Linked DNA regions of Mus musculus: regions 1 and 3 are each linked to region 2. A link is a contact called in public HiChIP or PLAC-seq data. All regions are on one chromosome and are shown on one strand. The core of a region is the stretch at or near the end of the contact, and the rest is flanking DNA. Distances in the headings are between cores, read along the strand shown. Region 1 overlaps Gm32263 (a long non-coding RNA gene). Region 2 overlaps 9130015G15Rik (RIKEN cDNA 9130015G15 gene). Region 3 overlaps Csrp3 (cysteine and glycine-rich protein 3).

Region 1 (3,391 bases), core at 579-3,078, 360 kb before region 2:
GTCACTTGGAACTAGCCAATTATCTAGGCTGGCTGGTTGCCTGATGAGCCCCAGGGAGCCAACTCTCCATACTTCCATACTGCTGGGATTACAAACAGGTACAACCACTCCTGGATTTCTATGAGGATACTAGGAACTGGATTTAGTTCCTTATGCCTGTACAACAAGAATTTTAGCAACAAAGCTACCTCTCAAACTCTGATCTAGATTTTGTTTTTTAATGATTTTTTTTTGATTTTCTATGTATGAATGTTTCGCTTGCATATATGTATATCACTATATGTGTTCTTGGTGTCTCCGGAATCCAGAAGAGGGCACCAGATCCCTGGACTTAGAGTTACAGAGGGCTGTAAGTTGCTGTGCCATAACTGGAGATTGAACCTAGGTCTTCTGAAAAAGTAGAAAGTGCTCTTAGTCACCAAACCCTTTCTCTAGGTTCTGATCTAAAATTCTTCAATCTAAAGCTAATGATGGGGACTCACAGCCCCTCTTGGGAGAGTCTTTTAACTTCTTTCATCAAAACAGACCGTCAGAATAATTAAATAATGATGACATCCTCATAGGCCAATACCATACCTTATCTCCCAGTTTTCCCCAGCAGATAACCCCTGTGAGGTTCTAGTTGGATGACAATCAAATGCCTGTCTCACTTCACAAGAGAGAGCAGTATGACATATGACCCAGGTCCAAGCCCTGCCTCCCTCTCAGCTGCATGGTCTTGGACAAGTTCACTAATCAACCTGAACCTGAGTTTGAACAGTTGACCTTGGGGAAAGCTGGGGATAGCTGAAAGAAATCACAGCCCTGGAGAGCCTAGCACAATGTTTGACTCATGACAGATGTTCACTACGCATGGAGTGGCCATGAAAAAAATAGCAATGGGTTAATCTCAGAGAAGCCCACACTCAGAACAGCGTAGAGTGAGCAAGTAGGTCCCAGGCAGCCTTCCCTTTACAGCACTCCTCAGCTCCTCATGGCAGCCCAGGGAAGCTGTTATTATTATTGGAGTGTGGCACCAGAAACTGACTGGCTAACTACCATCTTTCACACATATCAGAGCTAGGACATGGGCTCCATTCTGGAGACTTTCAGGTAAGACTCTTTGGTGCCACCAAAAGATCATGTTGGCAAGGACTGAAGAGGATGTGGTGACACAAACCTCTGAACTCAGATGACCTAGGCCTGAACCTCCAGAGATGCAGCCCTGCAATGCCTGGTATGTAGCTTGAAACTATCACATCTCCTCTCAGGGACCCAGTGGCTTCATCTGCCATTCAAATATGTTGCCCAGACAACAACCCCTAAGTCCTGTCTCAGTTCTGACCTGCTGACATGCTTCTCAGATTTCAGAAGGAACCAGAGGACTCCATCTTTGAAGCCGGCAGACCCCAAATCTCAAATCAGTCTTCTTGCTCGAACCCATGTTTTTCTGCATGAATTCAAGATTTGCCAGGCAAAAGCTCTGTAATTATCCTGCAGGGACCAGCCTGGCTAATAATTACCCCTATTATTTTTAATTGTATTTTACAAGGTGCCTTTCATCTAAGATCTCAAAGGACTTCTCAAACATTCATTAGTCAGGCCCCACCCTTCTCTGTGTGGATGTGAAAGGCAGAGGCTGATTTTTTTTTAATGCCAGAAATAAGGAGTTGGGTAAGGAAGGTGGCTGCAGTCCCTGAATTTTTCTTTCCTTGGCATTCAAAGAAAAGAATTGACCTACACCTGGAAGTGTTCACCTTCTGAGCTAGTTCATGGACTGTCAGGAGGAGGGACTGGATGGGGAAGCATACCTCCTTGCTAGTCAGCTATATAGGAGACAGTGGTTTAGCCTGGCTCCCCACAACAGTTTCACTTCACCTTAGTCCTCGGCTGGACTTTGAGCTGGTCTCCAACAGACAGACCTGAGGCTGGTAACCTGAAAGACACAAGTGAGCAAAAGAAGCTAGCCTCCACATCCCAGAGGGGCTTAAGATCACTAGAGGGCTGTGCAGTGAACACAGGGGAGAGAGCTGTAAACATGCAAATAGCAAATGGGCAGCAGATAGAAAGCTGTCCAAGGAAAGGACATGTAAGGGTTGTTCCTGCCCAGCGTCCAGCCCTTTCTTTTCTTTTCTGCCAGTCACCCTGCACTCAAGCTTGGTCCCTGAGCGTCATTGTGCATGAAATTTTCTCTATACTTTGTGAGTATATTAGTAAGGACCACAAGTCCAACCAATCAGCACCCAACCCCTCCTAACCACAATATTTGTTTGCAAGTGGCACAGGCTGGGCCATTAAGAAGCCTCTTGAAGAATTTTCGGGAACTCCTAAGGGGGGAAAAAACTATCTTTATTTTGAGGTTACCAAGCTAGAAGGGTACAAACACGGAACCTCTTCGGCCACTGGATGGGATAGCCTAAAGATAATGAAAGCAGAACTTCAGGGTAGTAGGGGGCTTCTTGCAAACTAGTGCTAATTTTGTAGCTGTTACTTGATTAACACATTTCCTTTTCATCCATTCACAAACCACTTTAATGTAAGTTTCTTTTATGCCTAACAGTGGAATAAAGCTATGGGATGGATCCTGGGTCTGCTAGAGCATTGCCCGGCTTCTTCCTAATGATCTTCCTCATCCATCATCCATTCAACCATGCATCCATTCGAGATAACACATTCAGTGTATATAAAAGTTCAAGGCACATTGTTGAATGAATAGATGACTAATGTGCCATGACAGATTCAGTGACAAAGATCAGTCACCTCAATAATCCTATGTGGATATTCGATGATAAATTGCAAGGCAAATTATGAACTGAGAACTTGGAGCTGAGTCGGGATCAGCTCTGCCACCAGGATGTCAGCTGCACTTAGTCAGACTTAAGCCTTTCTTTACCAAGCATGACCCTCTCATACTGTAGCCCAAACAGGAGGGTCTGGGTGTCATTGGCAGGCATGTGGTTTTCCTGTTGGGGCTGGTGCTGACACTGTGACTCTCTGGTGACATGGGTGAGACTTGACAAGGACCTGTCTTTCTCCTTGTACTGGGGTGATTTACATTAAACATGGACCTGCCTGGGAGGCACAGAGGTGAGGTGAGTGTTAATTCCTTCACGATGGCTCTGCAATACCCAAGAACCAGAAACATACCAGTCACCCTGTTCATATTCTTGCTTTTCAAAGGAAATTTGCAACCCACAGAGATGATGGGTTGTACCTAAGATCACATAAGAATTACAAGACAATGATCTGAAGCCCTATGACCCCACATAAGGCGCTCCACATATGTCACTCCTTCCTAGGGCTGCCATACAAAACAAGTGGTGTCTTGTCTCAAAAGGCCCATCTTCTCTCACCAGTTACTAGTGAAGTTGATGAGCACATGCTGAGAGTACTGGTCTACCTCACTGTTTAT
Region 2 (3,324 bases), core at 153-2,652:
GGTCAATGGGCTTATTTGGAATTGCAATCAAGTTCTCTATTTATGTAAACCAAGCTCTGAGCTCCACAGGGGTAAGGACCATAGGAACCTTCTTAGAGTTTCTCCTACATGCCCCAGAGGTGGACATCTAAAGGTCATGCCCTCGCCATGCAAGTCCCCCCTGGCTGGGTTGTGGCCTCAGGTGGCAATCCCAGGCCAGGAGCCACCTGGGTGCATTCGCCTGGCTCCCCGGCTCCACACCCACCCTCCCTCTGGGACTCACCGCCCACCAGGTGTGCACGTTCACAGCTTCCTTCGTGTGTTGGCTACAGGAACTCAGAGGTTGCACACAGGGTTTAAGAATAGCAGCCTTAGCAGCTGTCTTGTCGAAACAGAATGAGAAACTGTGAAGAAGGAGTCTATGAAGCCAGCCACGTCCTGCTTCCTTTGTTTCTGCAGGAAGGCAGTGGTGGGAAAACACCCATCCTTTAGAGCAATGCCTCCCCCCCCCCCTGAAGTATACTGAACTTCTAGAATGGTTCTGGATTGTGGTCATTGCCTTTCTTAGCTTTTTTTCTCTCTCCCCTCCCTTCCTCCCCTCTCCCCCCTCCTCTCCCCTCTCATCCTCTCTTCTCCTCTCCTCTCCTCTGCTAAGGATGATGATCCAGGACTCTGTTGCCCCACAGTTCAGAAGCTGCTGAGTTTTTCGGGTCCCCCACCCTATGGAGGAAGGGGGCCAGTGAATTACTGATGAGGGGCCCTACTCCTATGGCTGAGTTAGAGCAGCCCAGATCTTGATGAAGGCAGCACAGGACACAGGGCAGAACCCTGTAAGGAGCAGGTGGCAAGAAGGGTTAGAGAAAAAGTGGGTGGCCATTTGCCCCACTACCACCACCCCAGGGGCTCCAAAGGGCAAGAGCCAGAGTGAAAGAAATCCAGGGATGTATAGAACCATCAGAGGGTGCAGGGTGTCTACTGGGAATTCACAGTTTCTAGTCACTGGGGGCTCAGGCCATCCCTTAGCCCCTCTTTGAACACAATCCCCAGAAAACTGGGGCAGTGCCATTCTGTCTGGGAGTGCAGAGGCACCAACACCTCCCTCAATGGGCCCCGAACTCCCTCCTCACCCTCAGCCTCTCCCAGAGCCACCCTGGCATAGCAGAGCTGCCTAGGCTGGATCCCATTTGGACCAGAGATCTGTTCATCACGGGCTGAGAGGAAACCGCTTTGTGCCATGAAGGATAAGAAGAACAGTATATTTTTCAGGCTCACAGATATCATTGGCATTTGGGAGAGGAAATGGGGGGAAAAAAGCCAGTTTCAGCGCTGCGTTTGAGAGCCGAGGCGCGTTCATTGGCCAGTGGCAGGCTGTGAGTGAGGCATTTTCTCTTGAAAAAAACGCTGTCTGTGAAGGACGGTTTCCCAGGCCACAGTTCTGCCCACCCAGGAATTTCCGAGTTCTTTAGAGTTAACACTGCAGCGTGAGTGTATGGGGGCAGGGCAACAGGGTAAAGGGAGCGTTGGTGCCGAGAGCATCCTGCCCGTGGCGGCGAAATGAACGTGGCCAGAGAGATTCTTTCTGTGTCCATCGTGCCCAGCAAAAAACCGAGAGCAGAGAGTGGGTAAAGGGAAGAAAAGAATAGGAGAGGAGGGGAGGGGAAACAAGAGAAGAGACACAGGCTTTGAGGTCGTACTGCCGGTGTATTCAGCATAGTAGTCACGTGCTCTTCCTGGACACATTTATGTGGGGACAGGACAAGCCTCTTGGTCTAAAAAAAAAAAAAAGAAGAAGAAGAAAGGCTGTCTCTGCTACTGCATGAATCACTGGAAGGGACCCAGGAAAGCCACCTGTCTCGTGAAGCTCCTGCCCAATGCAAGGCTCTCTTTTTGGGGGGCGGGGGCTGCGGGGGGCAGTGAATAAAGTGCATTTATTTTCTTCCATGCTTTGTTTTTCTGTTTGAAGAAAACCTCCCCCTCAGTGTCATCTGGATGGCGGAGGGGACAGCCCCTAGAAGGTATAGGAGGTGACGGTGTTGGTGCTGAGAGCCATAGAAAGGTTAGGTATCCAATGTGCCTGGCTCCTAGGTACCTCCCGTCCCCAGGGCAGAAGAGTGTAAGAGCTTCATCAGGGTGAAGCAGGAGACAGAGTTTTGCACCCGCAGCTCTCTGCCCTGGGTCAGCACCAGGAGAAAGCCTTCCTTCACAGCTTCCAGCTTGTCCATACTGATGTGTGTATGCCTATGCGCGTGCGTGCGTGCGCGTGCACGTGTACACACACACTCACACACACACACACTGGCTCCCCATAGCTCCCAAGGATGAGAGACGGAAGAAGATGCCATTCAGCAGACTGTAAAGTGTCCAGCAAAGCTGAAGTGGCCTCCTCCGTCTACAGCCTGACAGTTTTACTTGAAATGCCAGAGTACATTTCAGGTGCACTCGGGCACTGCAAATTGAGTCTAGCCTGCTGGTTTTGCCACGCCCTCCCGAAGGTACATACACCTCCAGCATGCTAAGGCAGGAGGTTGAAAGCCATGCCAACCTGACTGTGTGGTGCCAGCCAGCGGGAACTTACCAGAAAAGCAAAGCCCGGAGGGAATTCTGCGGAGTGGTGCTGCCCCCTTCTGGCTGCGCAGGCTGAGCCAGTCAGTGGGTGTACAGAGCCGACTCCAAGGCCCAACTGATAAAATCTCTACAGGAATCCAAAGGGAGTCAGGTTTTCCACTATTTTCCAGTAGTAAAAAAGGAGGATGGAACATTTCATGTTAAAAACCTCTGAGAGGTCTTTCTCGTTTTAAAACATTGTCCTCCAAGGTCAGAATAAGTGACAATAAGTAGCTGATCAGGAGCAGGGGAGGGGGACACTAGTAAGAGATTAGTGCCTTCTACAAACTGATCTTTAGTCTGCATTCAGGGTCCTTTCTGTAGAAAATATGTATCTATGTACCTTTTTTTTTTTTTTTGGTTTTTCCAGACAGGGTTTCTCTGTATAGTCTTGGCTGTCCTGGAACTCACTTTGTAGACCAGGCTGGCCTTGAACTCAGAAAAATCCGCCTGTCTCTGCCTCCCAAGTGCTGGGATTAAAGGCGTGCACCACCACCGCCCGGCACCACCACTGCCAGGCGTATCTATGTATCTTAAATTCTAATTTGAAACAGTTTTTCCAGAGCATTACAACTGAATTCTGTTTTCCTGTTGAGTTTATTTTATTGTTATTTGTTTCATTGTGTCTATACTTTGCACCTGTCGCTTGTTGGGTATGGATATTTTCACATACATATGTAATATGCATTGAGTATATTCCTCCCCACCCCCACCTGCACCCTTCTTCCCCTTTCAGTTAGG
Region 3 (3,353 bases), core at 749-3,248, 280 kb before region 2:
GCTGAGGTAGACAGCGCTGATAGAGTCCCAGAGCTGACACCTCCAGAGGGAGTGGACACAGAATTAGGGGAGGAGGAAGAGGGACATGCGCATCTTTGTACACATGAGGATAACTATATGCCTTCACCCCAGTACACTAATTCTTATGATGACAAAGTATACTAGTTGTAGTTCTTAAAGGGCAGCAGTCACAAAATTGGGAAATGTATGGTTTCTAAACAGGTTGTGAGAGCTAAGGAAGATGAAGGGTCTGGCACCTACCCACAGTTCCCACTTTCAGTTCTCCCACAGATCCAGTGGAGATGAGAATCTGGGATTTGGCTCACCCAGACATCCTCACTGTGACCTCACCTTGCCACCTCCCATGACCTTCTCAGCAGCGTATACCGACTTTCCACATCGTGGGCACTTCTCTGATTCTCCAAACTTTGCAGAGAATTTGGAAGGGTTGCTTGTGGTGGCTGCTCGAGCTGGCTTTGGGGATCTGGTGGAAGTATAAATTAAATGAAGACTTCCCTTGGCACACACTCTGAAAATTGTGTCTTGCGTGGAGTACCTCACTCTACTGTGTTGCCTCTTTCTCTTCATCTGGAAAATGGGGGCAATCATGGGACCTGTCCCAGCTGTTGAGCATGTTAAGTATGATGACTGTGTTAAAGCACTGAACTCAGCTCCTGTTGGTGTGGGTGGGCAAATGTGGGTCAGCTTTTACGCCTTTGCTTCCACACTTTGGTGAGTGTTCTGTACACGTTCGTGTGTTGTTATTGTTGTGCTGTTGTTGGTTTGATTTTTGCTTCAGATTTCTCTGTATGATCATGAAACCAGCTGACTATCTGAGTAGTGAAATCTGTTATCTATTATGACAATTTACCCCTTGTCATTCATCCCAACGTCACCTACTCCCTTAAGAGCAGTATCCAAAATAGAGGAAAGACTCAGTGCTGTGCATCTGTACTCGTCGATGTTTCCTCATACTTGGTATCCCCTGAGCCTTACTGGTGTTTGAAGTGGATATGGATAGTGAGGAAAGAGGGACTGACAGACAATAATAAGAGTCGGCATCTCCTGCTGGTGGAGCTGGAAAGAAACCCTGGTTTCCTGTTTTCCCAGTGGCAGAAAATGGACTTTAAATGATGCAAGACAGAGAGTGCAGTTGGCATCACGTCCTAGTCTTTAACAAAAGGTCTCCAGCTGGGATGGTGAGTAATGAGAAAAAATAAAGGAGGGGTGTCCCTAGTTAACAGTGAACACACGTCCCTAAACTTTTCCAGGCTCCATGGTGGATGACTCTGTTCTTAAGGGACCAAATAACAGACTGCTCTCTGAGGGACTTACACAGGTGAGCTAATCTTTCTGGCCAGCCACCATAGAGCTAAGCCCAGACAGACACCAGCTGGCCAGACTGCAGCTGTAGCTCAGCCACTGTCAGACTGTTTTCAATTCTGGCTCATGGTCAATGGTGATCAGCAATGAAACTGGGGCTTGGGGTGGGGAGACTGAGCTGGCCATGGCCCTTGTGATTTCCCAGCCCTTAGGATTGAGTTGGGGAGCATCAGCACTGTATGGGCTGCGGGCAGTCAAGAAGGCCCACAAAAAGCATTAGAATTGATTCTTTCCTTCAGAGGCTCATCCCCAGACCCTTCCCTCGCATTGCAGACGTTACTCATCTTACAGCCTAAGAAAGAAATCGTTAACGGCGAGCACACGGAGAATGGCCATTGCTTTCCTGCTGCATTTATGTGATTTACACAGAAGCTCTCAAGGGTGAAGCAAAGAGACTCTGTGCAGTTTACAAAGGCCAAATAATGAAACATCTGTACAGTCTTAGTTCTCTCTTGACATGCAAACCAAGAACCACCATGTAAAAGTAATTGCCCTTTAGAAAGACAGATAATTTAAAGAAAGTCTTCAGAGAGACAACACATTGTTAGGACTTGGTCAGAGTGAGTGTTCCTATTGTTGGCGAATCAACAATAGAGTCCATTCTCCCACTTCTAGAAAATGTTGCTATGGGAACAGAGTGAACTGTCTTGATAATTTGAGAGTCACAGAGAAAGAAGAAGCATGGCAGTAACTTACTGTTGGAACTGCAGGCCAAGATGCTCGCCAGTGTCTGTGCTGAGGCAGCCAGCGCCTTGTCCGAACCCGATCCCCTTGGGGCCATACCTGCGCCCATAGCACACCTTACAGTAGATCTCTGACTCATGAGCTGCCACTGTGGTGCTGTCCAGAGCTTTCCTGCAGGCCACTGCAGAGGAATGGAAGGGGGGGTTAGAGGTGAGCTCCCCATCTCTCTCTCTGTACCTGATGCACAGAGCCCCAAGCCATGAACACATCTGTGATTCCAGAAATGTTCAGAGCATTTGTCCTGAGTCACTCATTTTGACACTCAGAGAAGAGACAAGTTATGATGTTTGGCATCCCCAGCTGGAAAGGGGGCAGAAAACACTGCAATCGTGTATGTAGTCTTGGACCTGCTCGCCACAGTGCTCCTGACCAGCCAATGAGTCAATGCTGAATGGTGTCAGGGAATGGGAAGTAAGGACCAAAGTTTGTGTGTGTGTGTGTGTGTGTGTGTGTGTGTGTGTGTGTGTGTGTGTGTGTGTGTGATGTGTGTGTGTGCACATATGGTGTTTGGAATTTAACTGAGGGCCTCAGGCATACCCACTGTTACATAAGCAATCCTGAGGGTGGGACTTTCAAGGAGGTAAATAAAAATGTTAAATCGTTGAATAATATCTAACAATACACATGAAGAATACATGGATTTGGAAATGCTCCTTGTTCCTAATCTCACACAAACTCAGGGATCCCATTGTTTCTTGGCATCCCCCTTTCAACCACTCATTTCTGGGACAGCTGATTGTAGCTAGCCTCCCTGAACAGCTCATGTTCACTTAGGTCTCTACCTGAGCCCTTGACAGGCAGCCCTTGTTTGTTCCCTGACCAGGAGGCTACAGCATGAAAACAATCTCCACATGTACAGCCTCTTACCCACCACAACACCAAGACAGTGTAAAGTGTAAAGAATTTCCACGACTCAACAAAACGCTGTAGTGCTTTGCAATAATGGCTGCTAAGTGCTTATAGCAATACTCTTTAAATGGATCATAACCTCAGAAATAATAAGACATGTATATTCTTTTTATTTGTTTCTTTAAAAAACAACAACAACAACAACAGTTTCTCCAAGTGATCTTTGTAAGCAATCTGGCACAGGTGAGATCGTCGCAGGTAAGCATGTATTCCTGAAGTGGTATTTTGTTGTTAAAAAATATATAGTGCAATTGAAACAGAAATAAAAGAAGAAGCTGAGGTTCCCAATGAAGTAGAATGGGCCAGAGGCTAAAGGT

What was found. HiChIP or PLAC-seq counts read pairs in DNA pulled down with a chosen protein or histone mark.
Region 1: a contact with region 2 is called in an H3K27ac HiChIP or PLAC-seq map of microglia, with 8 times the contacts expected there. The contact joins two enhancer-like sites. A contact is called at or near these places in 3 of 39 promoter capture datasets (the 3T3-L1 cell line, embryonic stem cells and hippocampal neurons), 11 of 15 datasets of contacts at CTCF or cohesin (CD8 T cells, the NIH/3T3 cell line, embryonic stem cells and 5 more), 296 of 484 Hi-C or Micro-C datasets (the 3T3-L1 cell line, 3T3-L1-derived adipocytes, the 4T1 cell line and 152 more), 37 of 115 datasets of contacts at active chromatin or transcription factors (the 230-238 cell line, the HPC-7 cell line, T-cell acute lymphoblastic leukemia and 26 more) and 2 of 9 other capture datasets (embryonic tail and embryonic trunk).
Region 3: a contact with region 2 is called in an H3K27ac HiChIP or PLAC-seq map of stem cell-derived neural progenitor cells, with 4 times the contacts expected there. The contact joins two enhancer-like sites. A contact is called at or near these places in 13 of 39 promoter capture datasets (the 3T3-L1 cell line, the C10 cell line, the HPC-7 cell line and 11 more), 2 of 15 datasets of contacts at CTCF or cohesin (large pre-B cells and pro-B cells), 6 of 484 Hi-C or Micro-C datasets (the C10 cell line, the G1E-ER4 cell line, cerebellar granule neurons and 2 more), 6 of 115 datasets of contacts at active chromatin or transcription factors (cardiomyocytes, embryonic forebrain, embryonic midbrain and 3 more) and 4 of 9 other capture datasets (adipose tissue, liver, macrophages and 1 more).

Annotation. Positions count from the first base shown.
Region 1 is chr7:48,756,448-48,759,838 of GRCm38.p6, forward strand. Gm32263 (a long non-coding RNA gene) reads right to left here. Exons shown (of 3, transcript XR_391444.2): 2 at 1,791-1,915. Among named protein-coding and RNA genes, the nearest start is that of Gm45086, 10 kb to the left of the region's middle. Within about 2 kb of position 1,829, at least 8 of the 459 cell types and tissues checked have an H3K27ac peak or open chromatin away from gene starts, as enhancers often do. A contact at or near this core is called in microglia, where this site is marked.
Region 2 is chr7:49,118,894-49,122,217 of GRCm38.p6, forward strand. 9130015G15Rik (RIKEN cDNA 9130015G15 gene) reads right to left here. Exons shown (of 4, transcript NR_154465.1): 4 at 3,044-3,324. It also overlaps a transcript of Nav2 not described here. Among named protein-coding and RNA genes, the nearest start is that of 9130015G15Rik, 42 kb to the right of the region's middle. Within about 2 kb of position 1,403, at least 48 of the 459 cell types and tissues checked have an H3K27ac peak or open chromatin away from gene starts, as enhancers often do. A contact at or near this core is called in the G1E-ER4 cell line, microglia and stem cell-derived neural progenitor cells, where this site is marked.
Region 3 is chr7:48,833,388-48,836,740 of GRCm38.p6, forward strand. Csrp3 (cysteine and glycine-rich protein 3) reads right to left here. Exons shown (of 6, transcript NM_001198841.1): 3 at 2,080-2,248; 4 at 352-484. Among named protein-coding and RNA genes, the nearest start is that of Csrp3, 13 kb to the right of the region's middle. Within about 2 kb of position 1,999, at least 28 of the 459 cell types and tissues checked have an H3K27ac peak or open chromatin away from gene starts, as enhancers often do. A contact at or near this core is called in the G1E-ER4 cell line and stem cell-derived neural progenitor cells, where this site is marked.